2 separate regions of the Mus musculus genome follow, and region 1 is linked to region 2. The links are chromatin contacts, called in public HiCAR-type maps. All regions are on one chromosome and are shown on one strand. The core of a region is the stretch at or near the end of the contact, and the rest is flanking DNA. Distances in the headings are between cores, read along the strand shown. Region 1 has its middle 10 kb from the start of Gm39240. Region 2 holds the start of Nqo1 (NAD(P)H dehydrogenase, quinone 1).

The links. HiCAR-type assays count read pairs that join an accessible place to other places.
Region 1: a HiCAR-type map of embryonic stem cells shows a contact between it and region 2, with 2.5 times the contacts expected there. The contact joins the enhancer-like site here to the promoter of Nqo1 in region 2. A contact is called at or near these places in 7 of 39 promoter capture datasets (the C10 cell line, cranial neural crest, embryonic stem cells and 3 more), 1 of 15 datasets of contacts at CTCF or cohesin (large pre-B cells), 1 of 484 Hi-C or Micro-C datasets (bone marrow-derived macrophages), 7 of 115 datasets of contacts at active chromatin or transcription factors (bone marrow-derived macrophages, embryonic stem cells, extraembryonic endoderm stem cells and 2 more) and 1 of 9 other capture datasets (liver).

The regions. Positions count from the first base shown.
Region 1 is chr8:107,131,273-107,137,253 of GRCm38.p6, forward strand. No RefSeq gene overlaps it. Among named protein-coding and RNA genes, the nearest start is that of Gm39240, 10 kb to the left of the region's middle. Within about 2 kb of position 2,864, at least 53 of the 459 cell types and tissues checked have an H3K27ac peak or open chromatin away from gene starts, as enhancers often do. A contact at or near this core is called in embryonic stem cells and extraembryonic endoderm stem cells, where this site is marked.
Region 2 is chr8:107,398,592-107,405,013 of GRCm38.p6, forward strand. Nqo1 (NAD(P)H dehydrogenase, quinone 1) reads right to left here and starts at 4,614. Exons shown (of 6, transcript NM_008706.5): 1 at 4,475-4,614. The coding sequence starts at 4,481.

The sequences.
Region 1 (5,981 bases), core at 1,614-4,113, 270 kb before region 2:
CAATTGCTGAGCCATCTCTCCACCCCTCCCCCTTTTTATACAACAAACAGACAAAAACAGGACCATCGGGTAGAATTGTAGCTGTACCCAATTAATGTTGCCCAGAAGATCCCGTCTCGGCGGCACACTCCTGCTACCTGCCCAATGCTTTATATTCTTGAATGACAGACATACACACATAGTCTTTAATTTTTGATGTGCCTAAAAAAGCTCGATGGCTGAGCCACTTCCTAACCTCCATGTGGCTAATTTACCTTCCAATACTCCCAATTCATCATTTACTAAAATCTATATTCCATCTTTGCTGCGCTGGACCCAGTCGGACAGCCCTCCTGGGGCCACTCTTCCCTGGCCCCTATCTGGTGCCTATGCTCTCTGTCCTGTACCTTCTCAGATGTGGCATCTTGGTTCTCCTCTGACATGGCAGCTTTCTCCTTCTTCCTGCTGTGGCCCCTTGCCCAGGAATTCTAGAAGTCCCGCCTCTGTCTTCCTGCCTAGCCATTGGCCGAGGGCAACTTTATTTACCAATCAAGACCAACTGGGGACAGGGTTCCCTCAGTGTCCTAAGGACATGTGGAGTCTCATACAATTTTAGAGACTCAAATTAACATAATACAAACATTAGGCCAAACCCATAACATAGAACGGCTAAAATGTTTGTAAAATTCTTACCGTAATAGCCAACCTAAAATAAATTCTTATTGGAAGGCTAACGAAGGCTGGTAAGAAGGCTCAGAGATAAAGACACTTGCCACCAGGCCCAAAGACTTGGGTTTGATCCCTGGAACCCATTTGGTTAAAGAGGAAAACAAACTTCTGCAAGTTATCCTTTGGCCTCCGAACATAAGCCTTGGTGCAGCCGGCGGTGGTGGCACATGCCTTTAATCCCAGCACTCAGGAGGCAGAGGCGGGTGAATTTCTGAGTTCAAGGCCAGCCTGGTCTACAGAGTGAGTTCCAGGACAGCCAGGGATACGCAGAGAAACCCTGCCTCGAAAAAACCAAACCAAACCAAACCAAACCAAACCAAACCAAACCAAACCAAACCAAACCAACCAAACAAAAAAGCGCCTTGGTACAAATGGGTGAACACTCTCTCTCTCTCTCTCTCTCTCTCTCTCTCTCTCTCTCTCTCTCACACACACACACACACACACACACACACACACGAATGTAATTAGAATAAATAAAAGGTTTGTAGCTACTGTCTTACACATAGTTCTGCACCATCTGGCATCAAATTTGTAGTCTTTTTGTTTTGTTTTGTTTTGAAGATTAATTTGCTAAAAATCCTATTTAGTTTGAGTGGGAATCTGTCTCCCCCTCTCACCTCCGACAATAGCCCCTTCTATATAAAGGAGGAGGCTGGGAAGTTAGGATAGGCTCTCTGTTCTCAGGGAGTACAGACACCTTCTCCAACATTTTCTGCATTCTACTATGCTCGTGTGTCTGGTTTTCCCTCCAGCCATGCGCCCTCTGGCCTGCATTTCCCAAGCCACCGACAAGCAGAGACAGGACCAACATGAAGAAGCCCGCTCTGCTGCTTCAGTTTGGTGGCCGGATCTGCTCGAATCTTCTAGAGTACCTGATCCATTTCCAAGCCTATAATGGACACCACTGTAAAGGGGACTCAATATCTAATGGGAACTTGGGGTTCGTAATCTGAGCCCCCTCTGGGAAGGGGAGGTTAAGTCCTCTGTGTGGGCATACCGTGCTAAGAGCAGAAACCACACGTGTGGTAGCTCGTGGAAAACTGAAACCGATACTTTTTCTGACACCAGACCAGCTTTCACATATGACCAGATGCAGCGTCCACCAAGGTCCTTAAGGACACCCTTTTTACTTTCTTAGCCTTCTGCTCCTCCAGTTACACTATTTGCCCACTGGGTTCCTCTGACAGAAAGCCATGCAGCAGGTGGAACGCCTCACCGTGGCCCTGCTGTAGAGAGCCCTGTGCGTCCAGAACAGCCAGGAAGGGCATGGCGTCCTCGTAAAGGGAGTGGTAGCCTGGCCCCCATTCCCAGCCTTGCCGAGAGCATCCTCTGGACAGACGGCCTTCGGAAGGAGGATGCTTCCTTTCACTTCGTGTGTCCTGGTGTGGGGTGGGTCCCCAGCTAACAGCAGTCAGTGTTCTTCTACACGTAGGGAAGGGAGGGCATAGGAGAAAGTGGGTCGGTGCTGTTCAGAGTTTGCCTTTTCCTGAGGTCTGAGGAGTAAGAGGTTGGGAAGGGGGAAGGGGATGCAGATACACAAGGCTTTCACATTGAAAGGGTTGAGAAGGCTGAGGATGAAGGAGGGATACAACGTCCTCCCTTCACTCTGGTCCACTAATCCTCAGAACCTCTGGCTAAAAAAAAAAAAGTTTAATTAGGCTATAAGATGCCTTCTTGGCCACACACTGCACCATGTTCTCTAAACTGTAGCCTTTATCAGATAAACATCTACTCTTTCTCAACCGACTCTGGGTCTGCTAGGTCCTTAAAGCTGTATTGACAACAGGCAGGCCCCAAACTTGTGACAATCCTCTTGCCTCCACCTCTCCAGCGCTGGGATTGCAGGTGACTGCCACCGTTCCCGGCTGTCGTTTATTAAATGCTTTCTGAAAGTGACCCAGGAGCACAACCCAGGAGCACTCCAAGGTCCTACAGCTTCACCCTCTCTTCCTTCCCCTGAGAGTCCCTAGTGCTAGCGGCAAGGAGCGCTTTGCTTTGGGAATAAGAGACAAACTGGAGGACTACAGCAGGCTCCGAGGAAAGCCATGAAGGAGGCAAGAAGGCCATAGTTACTCACAGCAGCAGGTAAGAGAGCTGGGTTATTTCAGGAGGAGGAGACCAGAAAACAAAGGAGAGAGCCACGTGGAGGGTGTGGCATCCCTGGTATTTTTCCACAGCTTTGCTCTGACTGGATCAGAGACGCAGTTGTCCCCCACCTCTCCTGTTCCACTTTTACATCTGCCACTGGGAAAGGAAATTTGTTCCACTTGTGCCGAAATGTGCAGGAGGCTGGGCATGCAAACCAACCTAAAGATATTTAACAGGAAAAGTTTGGAAAGAGATGAAAATATGCAGAAAAGTACAAAGATGAAGGTTAAAACCAAACAGAAGCTCTCTGCTCTGGGATAGCTACTGTTAACTTTCCTTACTTTCTTTAAAGATTTATTTTTATTTTATGTGTGGGAGTGGTTTGCCTGTATGTATGTTTGTGTGTATATGTGTATATGTGTATGTCTGTATGTATATTTGTATGTATGTATGTGTATATGTGTATGTTTGTATGTGTGTGTATGTATGTATGTATGCATGCATGCATGTGCATGTGCATGTGTGTGTGTATGTATGTATGTATGTATGTCATAGGCTTGCCTGGGGACACTGGAGGCCAAAGGTGGGTGTAGGATTCTTGAGACCCTCCAGTCCAGTCCACATGGTTGTAAGCTACAGTGCGGGTACTGGGAACTGAACTCAGGTGTTGTACAAGAACAATAAATGCCTTCATCCCCTGAGCCACCTCTGCAGCCCCTATTTTATTTTACCTTTTTGAGACAGGGCATCATATAATAGATTCACTATGCAGTAGAAGATGTCTGTGAACTCCCAACCTTTCTGTCTTTCCCTCTCTAGTGTAGGATTACAAGGGTTGGAGCACCACGGCCAATCACTATTCTGATTGATTGCTATCTTTTTTAATTCTCTCTCTCTCTCTCTCTCTCTCTCTCTATATATATATATATTTATGTATATATATACATATATATATATATACATAAATGTTGTGTCCGGCCAGCCGACCACATGTTTTGGGTCCTAGGCTGGAAAGGCATGTTGGAAACCTGGAAGAGAAGAAGGGCTAGGCTGCACAAGATAAGGAAGGAACCAAGACAAAGCTCTCTGCTCAAGGTTCAATTTTTACTATTCCGGCACTCCGTTATGAAGGAAGGGAGAGGGGCCGATTCCCGCCAAATAATCTTGGAGTCCAGTAGCAGGGTGACCACGTGATGGCTTCGGAACAGCAAAGCACTGGGCTCCAGCAGTGGGTGTGGCAGAACGATTGAGCGGCAAGCTCCATCCAGGTGTAAACAGTGGAACCATTCTCTGTTTAGGCCTGGCTGTCCTAGAACTCACTTTGTAGACCAGGCTGGCCTCGAACTCAGAAATCCACCTGCCTCCGCCTCCCGAGTGCTGGGATTAAAGGCGTGCGCCACCACGCCCAGCTTATTCTATATATTTTCAATTTTTGGATTATTCCTACATAGGCAATTGGTCCAAATAATAGGAAACTATAAATAATGTAGATGAACATGGCATATTCCAAAATCTCTTCTTCTCTCTTCTTTTTAAAAACAGGATCTCATTATGTAGCCTAGACTAGCCTCGAACTTCCTTCAGTCTCCTGCATGCTGGATTATAGGCCCATATGTACCCACAGTCTGCCATTTCTCTTAATATTATCATGTATTTGTTCTATGAAAAATATTTTTTTAAAGCTTTCTTTTGTTTTTCAGGCTTTAAAAATATTTGAAATCCATTTGAGAAGAAGGGGCTTAGCTTTCTGACATGATTGTTGGAGATAAAGAACTAAGGTTTCACTGGGCATGGTGGTGCATGCCTGTAATTCCAGCACTCGAGAGGCAGATGTGAGTTTGAGGCCTTGAAGCCAGCCTCTTTTACATAGCAGGCAGGAGAGCCACGGCTGGGGATGGAGGCAGGCCCCAAAGAAGGATTGAGGTTCCCAGAGGTTGCCCTTAGCCATATTTGACCCCTGTTTGTGTGGCCAGACCCTGGGAATAGGACCCCTTGGGAATAGGAATAATTTTTTTAACTTAGCAGACAGCTGTGTTAAGAAAAGGTAGAGAGAGGAGTAACAAAGACCAGGACTCTTTGACGTCTCTCTACCCATCACATCCACGCTTCCCAGGGCCTCTCTGGCTTCAAGAATCCCATCATGGGAACTCGTGAGTGAACAAAGAGTTGAAGAAAATTCCTTATCAGCGGGAGAGTTACTTGATTCAATGTGTTTCCTAATGTGAGTTGGGACAATAGGGGGAAAGAAAGAGAAGAAATAAAAGGTCATTTTCTTTGGCTGCTTTTAATGAATCCCCCCTCCCCCATTGTCATTACCCATCCCTAGTCAGGAAAAGCTCGAGTTTTTTCATGCCAAGAAAAACAGCAGGCAGGAAGAAACAAATTATGACCTTGTTTGTGTTTTGTGTCCTAACTATTTGATTTATAGGCCTTGATCCACTGATTATGGATGAAAGAAAATATTTCAGTGCCTCAACCGTAACCTGAACTTAACCAGGGGTGGGTCTCATGTCCACGGCTAAAAAGTTACGAGGTTGAAACGCTTTGAGAATAAAGGATCAAAGTTTGGGGCCGTCTGTAGGCAATTTTTAAGCTACTCCCAAGGTCAAACTCTTTTCTCACACGCCATCATCACAAAACCCCTCTTTAGACAGTTTGCTGCCTTCCAAAACCTGCTCATTTACAGACCTAGGAAGTAGTTAAGCACCTACTGTGCACCAAGCACCGACTGAGACACTGAGGATCCACATCAAGTCAGAAGAAGATATCTTGTGGTCAGGGGCTCCAGGAGGTGGGGTGGGGGTGGGGACAGAAGGATATATTAGAGAAAGACAGGAGAGCTACTAAGAGGAGGTGGCAAGTCGTGGCTTCATTTAGGTGTTGACGTTGGACCTGAGACAGAATAAATGTATGTGAGGTTGGGGTAAGGTAGGTAGCTATCCTCTAAAATTGGCTCATGAGCCAGGCCTAATGGTATAGATGATGGTATAGATCCAGGCCCTTGGGTAACTAAGGCTTATCACTGCCTGGAATATACAGCAAGATCTTATTGCAAAAACAAACAGACAGACAAACACACAAACTCTACATGAAAATCCTGTATCATGGAGCTATGTCCTCAGCTCTATCGAAACATTTCTAAGCTAAGTCATTAAGTAAAACAAAACAAAACAAAACAAACA
Region 2 (6,422 bases), core at 3,364-5,863:
TACAGGCACACACATATACACAGGTACACACACAGGCACACACACAGGCATACACACAGACGCACACACATTCAAACACACAGATATAGGCACACACATGCACACAGGTACACAAAGGCACACAAACATACACACATATAGGCACACACACAGGCACACAGACACACATACACACAGGCATACACACACATACAGGCACACACATACACAGTACACACCACTCTAATAATAACAAATACATTTTTAAAATAAAATTGAAATGGAAGGAAGGGATGAGCAAGAAGAATAAAGAATGCATTCTGAGTTCGTGAGAAATTAGTGTCTAGTGATGCTGCCCCCTCCCCCCCAAAAAAACCCCAGAATTTCTCTGTGTAGCCCTGGTTTTCCTGGAACACAGGCTGGCTGCCTCTGTCTCCACCTCCCCAGCGCTGGGTTTAAAGATGTGCATCACCACCACCACCTGACAATGGTGGCATATTTAATTGACCACCAACATGAAAATAAAATGATCTTCCTAGAAAATCAGTAGAATGGTCAGGGACAGTTGACTAGGTTACAAAAGGAACCTGTGGGTGCTGTGGGTATAGAGTTTCTTGTGTTAAATAACTATTTTTTAAGGATTTATTTTTATTTATCTGTTGATGTGGGTGTTACCTCTGGAGGCCAAAGAAGAGGTTGGACCCTGGAGCTGAAGTTACAGTTATCTGTCGGGTGCCCTGCCTGGTCTTGCACTCTGGTCCCTGGAGCTGAAGTCTGGCCCTCAGGATTATGCAGCAAATGCTCTTAACTCTATAAGCATTCCAGCCCCCAGGTTTCACTTGAATTATTCCATAAACAGAAATAACCTCCGAGGTAATGAAAGACCTTAGTGTTTGTTTGGGGATGAGTTTGGAAACACACCAGGAAGCCCTGTTAGCACCCTAGCCAACACCAGCTTCTGCTCTGCCTTGCATCTCCCCATCTAGTGGGTCCGCCCCTGCTTTCTGTTTTATGCTGAGGTTTGAATCTGGAGTCTCATGCTCTCTACAACCGAGCCAGCCCCGCAGCCCCAGCGTGATCTTGTCAGTGCCTCTTGTTCCCTGCTCTGATGGGCTGCCAAGAAACAGATGGGTTGTTCGTTGTTCCATGAATCCTGAAACGGAGGAGAACTTGCTCCCCCTCCCCGCCCCCACACGCACCTGTGCCTGATTTCCACTCCATTTAACCCCTGAAATGCTCAGGTCATCAGACACCAAGCTCCCAGCTGTACCAGATTGTTAACTGGGCACCTATTACATACCGTAGGGGCTGGAGACCTGGGCTTCATTACTGTGGAGCCTAAACTTCACAAAAAGTCATTTTTTATTGAAATTAAAATAGACCAAGTGTGGTGGTGGAGGAAGCCTTTAATCTTAGCACTGGGGAGGCTGAGACAGATCTCTGTGAATTCAAGGCCAGCCTGGTCTACATAGTGAGTTTCAGGACAGCCAGGGCTATGTAGAAAGACCTTGTTGTGGCTGGAGAGATGGCTCAGAGGTTAAGAGCACTGACTGCTCTTCCAGAGGTCCTGAGTTCAAATCCCAGCAACCACATGATGGCTCACAACCATCTGTAATGGGATCTGACGCCCTCTTCTGGTGTGTCTGAAGAGAGCTACAGTGTACTTACATATAATAAATAAATAATTAAAAAAAAAAAAGAAAGACCCTGTCTCAAAAAAAAAAGGAGGAAGGGAGAGAGAGAAGAAACAATTTTTAAATTTTAGAATATACTTATTTTACAGGTATGGGTGTTTTGTTTGCACATATGCCTGTGTAACAGATACATGCCTGGTACCCTCAGAAGGACTGAAATTACAAAAAGTTTTGGCTCCCATGTGAACACTGGGGAGCAAGCCCAGACTTTCTACAAGAGCAGCCTGTGTGCTTAACCAATGAGCGATCTCTCCACCCTGATATTGTTTGTTTGTTTTGTTGTGGGTTTTCTTTTGTTAGTTTTTCTGAGACAAGGTTTCATTGTGTGGCCTTGGTTGCCCTGGAGTTTGTTACATACAAAAGGCTGGACTCAAACTTATAAAGACCCATCTGCCTCTACCTCCCGAGTGCTTTTAAATTACATTATTTATTTTTTCAGTGTGTGTGTGTGTGTGTGTGTGTGTGTGTGTGTGTGTGTCTTAGGCAGAACTTGCAGGAGTTGGAGTTGGTTCTCTCTTTCCATGTGGGTCCTAAGGAGGGAACCCAGCTCATCAAGCCTGCCTGGTAGCAGGTCCCTTTATCCAATAACATTCTTGGCAACCCTGACTCTAAATTTGGGTAGCTGAAGTTATCTGGACCGTCCCCTGGAAACAAACCTCACTCCAGTATCCAGCCCAGTCTTGCTTTCAGCCTCCCTCCCCCACCCCCACCTGAAAGCTTCAGTGCTTCCCAGCCCTCTGCAGGGAATGTCAGGGGAGACCTCCATCAGACTGGCCCATAGTGGCCTCCATCAGACAGTGGCCTCCATCAGACTGGCCCATAGTGGCCTCCATCAGACAGTGGCCTGTAGTGGGTGGCATTTTCTTGATTAGTGATTGATTTGGGGAGGGTCAGCTCCCTGTGATTGGTGTCACCCTTGGGCAGGTGCCACTCACTGGGTTGTGTGAGAGAACAGGTTGAAAAGGTCACAGAGAGCAAGTCAGTAAGCAGAGTTCTCCTGCTTCAGTTCCCACCTCCAGGCTCCTGCCTCCATTTCCCTTGGTGACGAACTAGGACCCGGAACTGTCAGCTGAAACCCACCCTTTCCTTCTCCGCTTGCTTTTGGTCGGCGTTTCCTCGCAGCAACAGAGAGCAGACTAGGTTGCCAGTATTACAGCCTATGGGCGTCATTTTTCTGTTTTACTTTTTATTTTGTCAATCTTCTACTCTAATTTGTAAATTAAATTTAGCCTGGCCTGGACACACACCTGCACTGGGGCGCAGAGGCAGGAGGTTCAGGTGTTCAAGGTCAGCCTAGACCAAATCGAGTTTGAAGCTAGTCTGGCCATAATGAATGAGTGGATGAACGGATGGATGAATAAACAAACACTGAACTGAACCGAACACAAGTGTGGGAGTGTAAGATAAATATGATAATGCTTGTGCTCTGTGCTGTCTGCGGCTGCAGTGGAGGGGGCTTGGAACATTTATCCCTCATGCATAAATGGAGACCGAAGCAGACACAGCCTTACCAGCTGTTGAAAACCCTCCCTCGCTGGCTCTCCCAGCAACTCATCGCAGAGCTTAGAGAACACTGGGATGACCCTGTACAACGGCAGAAGCATCCTTCCCTCCCTCTGTGCTTTTAGCAAGGCGAGATCCTGAGTGCATTTGCAGAGTCTGAAATAGTTTTAAAGGGAAAGGAACTCCAAAAAGTTAAGTCCCGCCCCAACAGAGGAAACACCTAAACCTAATTGCTGCCCAGAACTCAGAGCCAGGCCCTGTTGGGAAGTACTTAGCCCTGGAGGCTACTTGGCCAAGAACGCAGTAGATGCCAGTCAAACACTAGACAATAATGTGGTGGTAACTGCCAAGGACTCTCCCCTGCCTTCCCCTGGGCTGATGGCAAAGTGAGGAGACTGTCACAAAAATGGACCAATTAACAAATCGGATTTCCTGCTCCAGGGTCACAGTAGAAACTTTCCAGAGCCAGGTAGACTGGAATTAGGCTCCGATTCTGTTACACTCCTTCTCAGCTACGCTCCCTGTACCCATCTCCACATCTTCCCGTTTTGTTTCACAAAGTGGTGATACCCCTTTTAAAAATCTGCGGTTTGGTTTGTTAGTTTGTTTGAGACAGTCTCTCTTCATTATGTAGCTCTGACTGTCCCGAAACTGGATCTATAGACCAGGCTACCTTGGAACTTAAAAGAAATTTGCCTGCCTTTGCCTCCAGGGTGCCACCAAGCCCAGCAGTGGTCCCTGTAAATTGCCTGCTTGCATTTCTAAATGTTAGCAACGTATTTCCAAATGGTTAAATACTATCTGGCCTAGGTTGGGGATGTGCACAGAGCTCAGGTGGTAGAGAGTTTGTCTAGTATGCAGGAAGTCCTGGTTTCAATTCAATTCCCAGAGCCGTAGAAATCAGGCGTGGTGATATGCACTTAGAATCCTGGCACTTAGGCAGTGGAGGCAATAAGACCCCAAGTTCAAGGCTATCCTTCACTATACAGCAGCTTTAAGGCCAACCTAGGACACATGTTACCCTTTTTCTAAATAGTCCAAACGCGGTACAGGGAGTGGCAGCTCTGTTAAGGAACGGTGTAGAAGGGGCAATGCTAGAGTTGCCCACGGGTGAACTTGGGCTGCAGAATAATCTGCATCGCTGGTTCTGAGAAGAAGTTCTCCTTCCAGAGACTAACCGAGGCTCATCCAGGTTCCTAACCACCTCACTTTTCCTCTTTGAGGCAAGGAACAAAACTCACAGCCAGCCCCTACATCCTCCTCAGAGTAAATCAGACTGGAGTTGGCGCCACACTCACCCGCCATGGCTCCAGATGTTGAGGGAGGATCGTAATACCGAACGCTGATTGGCTGAGCAGCTGGTTGCCAAGACGACCCTAAAGCTCTTCGGAGAGATCCTTAGGGCTGGCTACAGGCTAGGCTAGTAAGAGCTGAGCCTTGGGGTATGGGCTGAGCGAAGGCTTTATATCCTGCTTATGCCCGCCCAGCCCACTGTGCAGAGCAGCCAGCGAGGGCGGGGCTGGACTCCAGAACCCAGAGGCATCTTGGGAAGATACCAAGTTTTTGGCAGGGAGAAGCAGTTTGGGGCTGGACTAGGACTCCTGTATATGGAAGTCAAAAGGGTTCCCCGGGAGCAAGGGAGTGAGAGAGAATTTGAGGATATGGGGACATATTGAATAAATTCATCTGCTCCCTGTCCCAAGACCTCCTGGGTACAAAATGGAAATTTCCAACAGAATTTTTCGAGCTTCGTGGGACCTGCCTACATAATCAGCCTGTGTAGATTAGTCCTCACTCAGCCGTGGGAAGTCACCTTTGCACGCTAGGGGAAGGGTGGGGCAGCAAAACGGATGGGCTCAAATTTTGCCGACTCACTGTGACTCTAGACTGAAAGTTCAGAGAGACTTGTCCTCGTGTGAAATGAATTCGTGCTGCGTTCTGCTCTTAGAAACTGCAAAAACTGCTCCCTGGGTATACACACTTGGGTCTCCTCAACTTTGCCCCCGGTGACCAGGTAACGGGGAACTCATCTGTGCGACTCTCTAGGAAGCCAGAGCAAAGCTGGCAGGAGACAGCAGCCACAGGGAAGTGTTTCTCTGTGTAGCCCTGGCTGTCCTGGAACTCACTCTGTAGACCAGGCTGGCCTCGAACTCAGAAATCCACCTGCCTCTGCCTCCCAAGTGCTGGGATTAAAGGAGTGCGCCACCACGACTAGTACATGCTTTTAATCCCATCACTTGGGTGCCAGAAGCAGGCAGATCTCTGAGTTTAAGGCCAGACTGGTCCACATAGCTAGTGCTAGAACAACAGCCAGGGCTACATAGGTGAGACCCTGTCTCAAAAACAGAGAAAGAAAGAAAAAGGGTTGGAATAAAGACCCTACATGTATGTGTGTGCCTTGGTCAAGCTCCCAAAGTAGGGTAGACATTATAACAGATTGCCATCATTAAAAGAGCTCAACTTTCCTGTTATCTGATAAATTCTGACAGTGAGGGAAAGACACACGTGCAGTCTCCTGTGGTGACAGGCTAGTGACAGCCCTTGTGATGGATCTCAGTGGAGTCTCATTCCGGTTAGGGCAAAGCCGAAGTAACACAATGGGCTATAAGAGGGAAGAAAGAAATATCAGCTGCAGCAGGCAAAGAGACCAAGGACAATTTTTAAAGCAACGCACTTCCCAAACAAAGAAAAGGTGAGAACTTATTAGGGAGGCAGATTCTTGTTCCTATGGGGGAGGTACTTTGGGGAGGGTACATTCCTGCACATGCCCAGTTTGCACCACAAAGCTTTATCTGGAAATAAAAGGATACCCTGAAGGTTTCTTAACACAGGGACCCTTGACCCTTGAAGGCTTGGCCTTGCTTAACTACTACAGTTGAAGATACGTGAGACCTCATTTCAAAAATCAAAAATAGGAGCTGGGGATATAGCTTCATCAGGAAAGGCTATCTGCTTTCTCACTGGATGCTGTGTGACCAGGCAGCTTCGTCTGCGATGTCAGACTCTCCTCTCAAACAACGTGCTAAAGTAGTTTCCACAGGCTGCTTCTGTCTCAGCATCAGACAAATACCAAACACACCACACTACAATGTTCAACATTGGGTTTTCTGGTGTTTCCTTACAGTTTGTGCCTGAGGGTCATCTCTCAGCTGTAAAGAAATACCAACATAAAAACCACAGTTTATTCCGGAGCCATTTTGAGTGGCCACGGCCTGGGAACACCAATATAGGGTACCCCAAATTTTA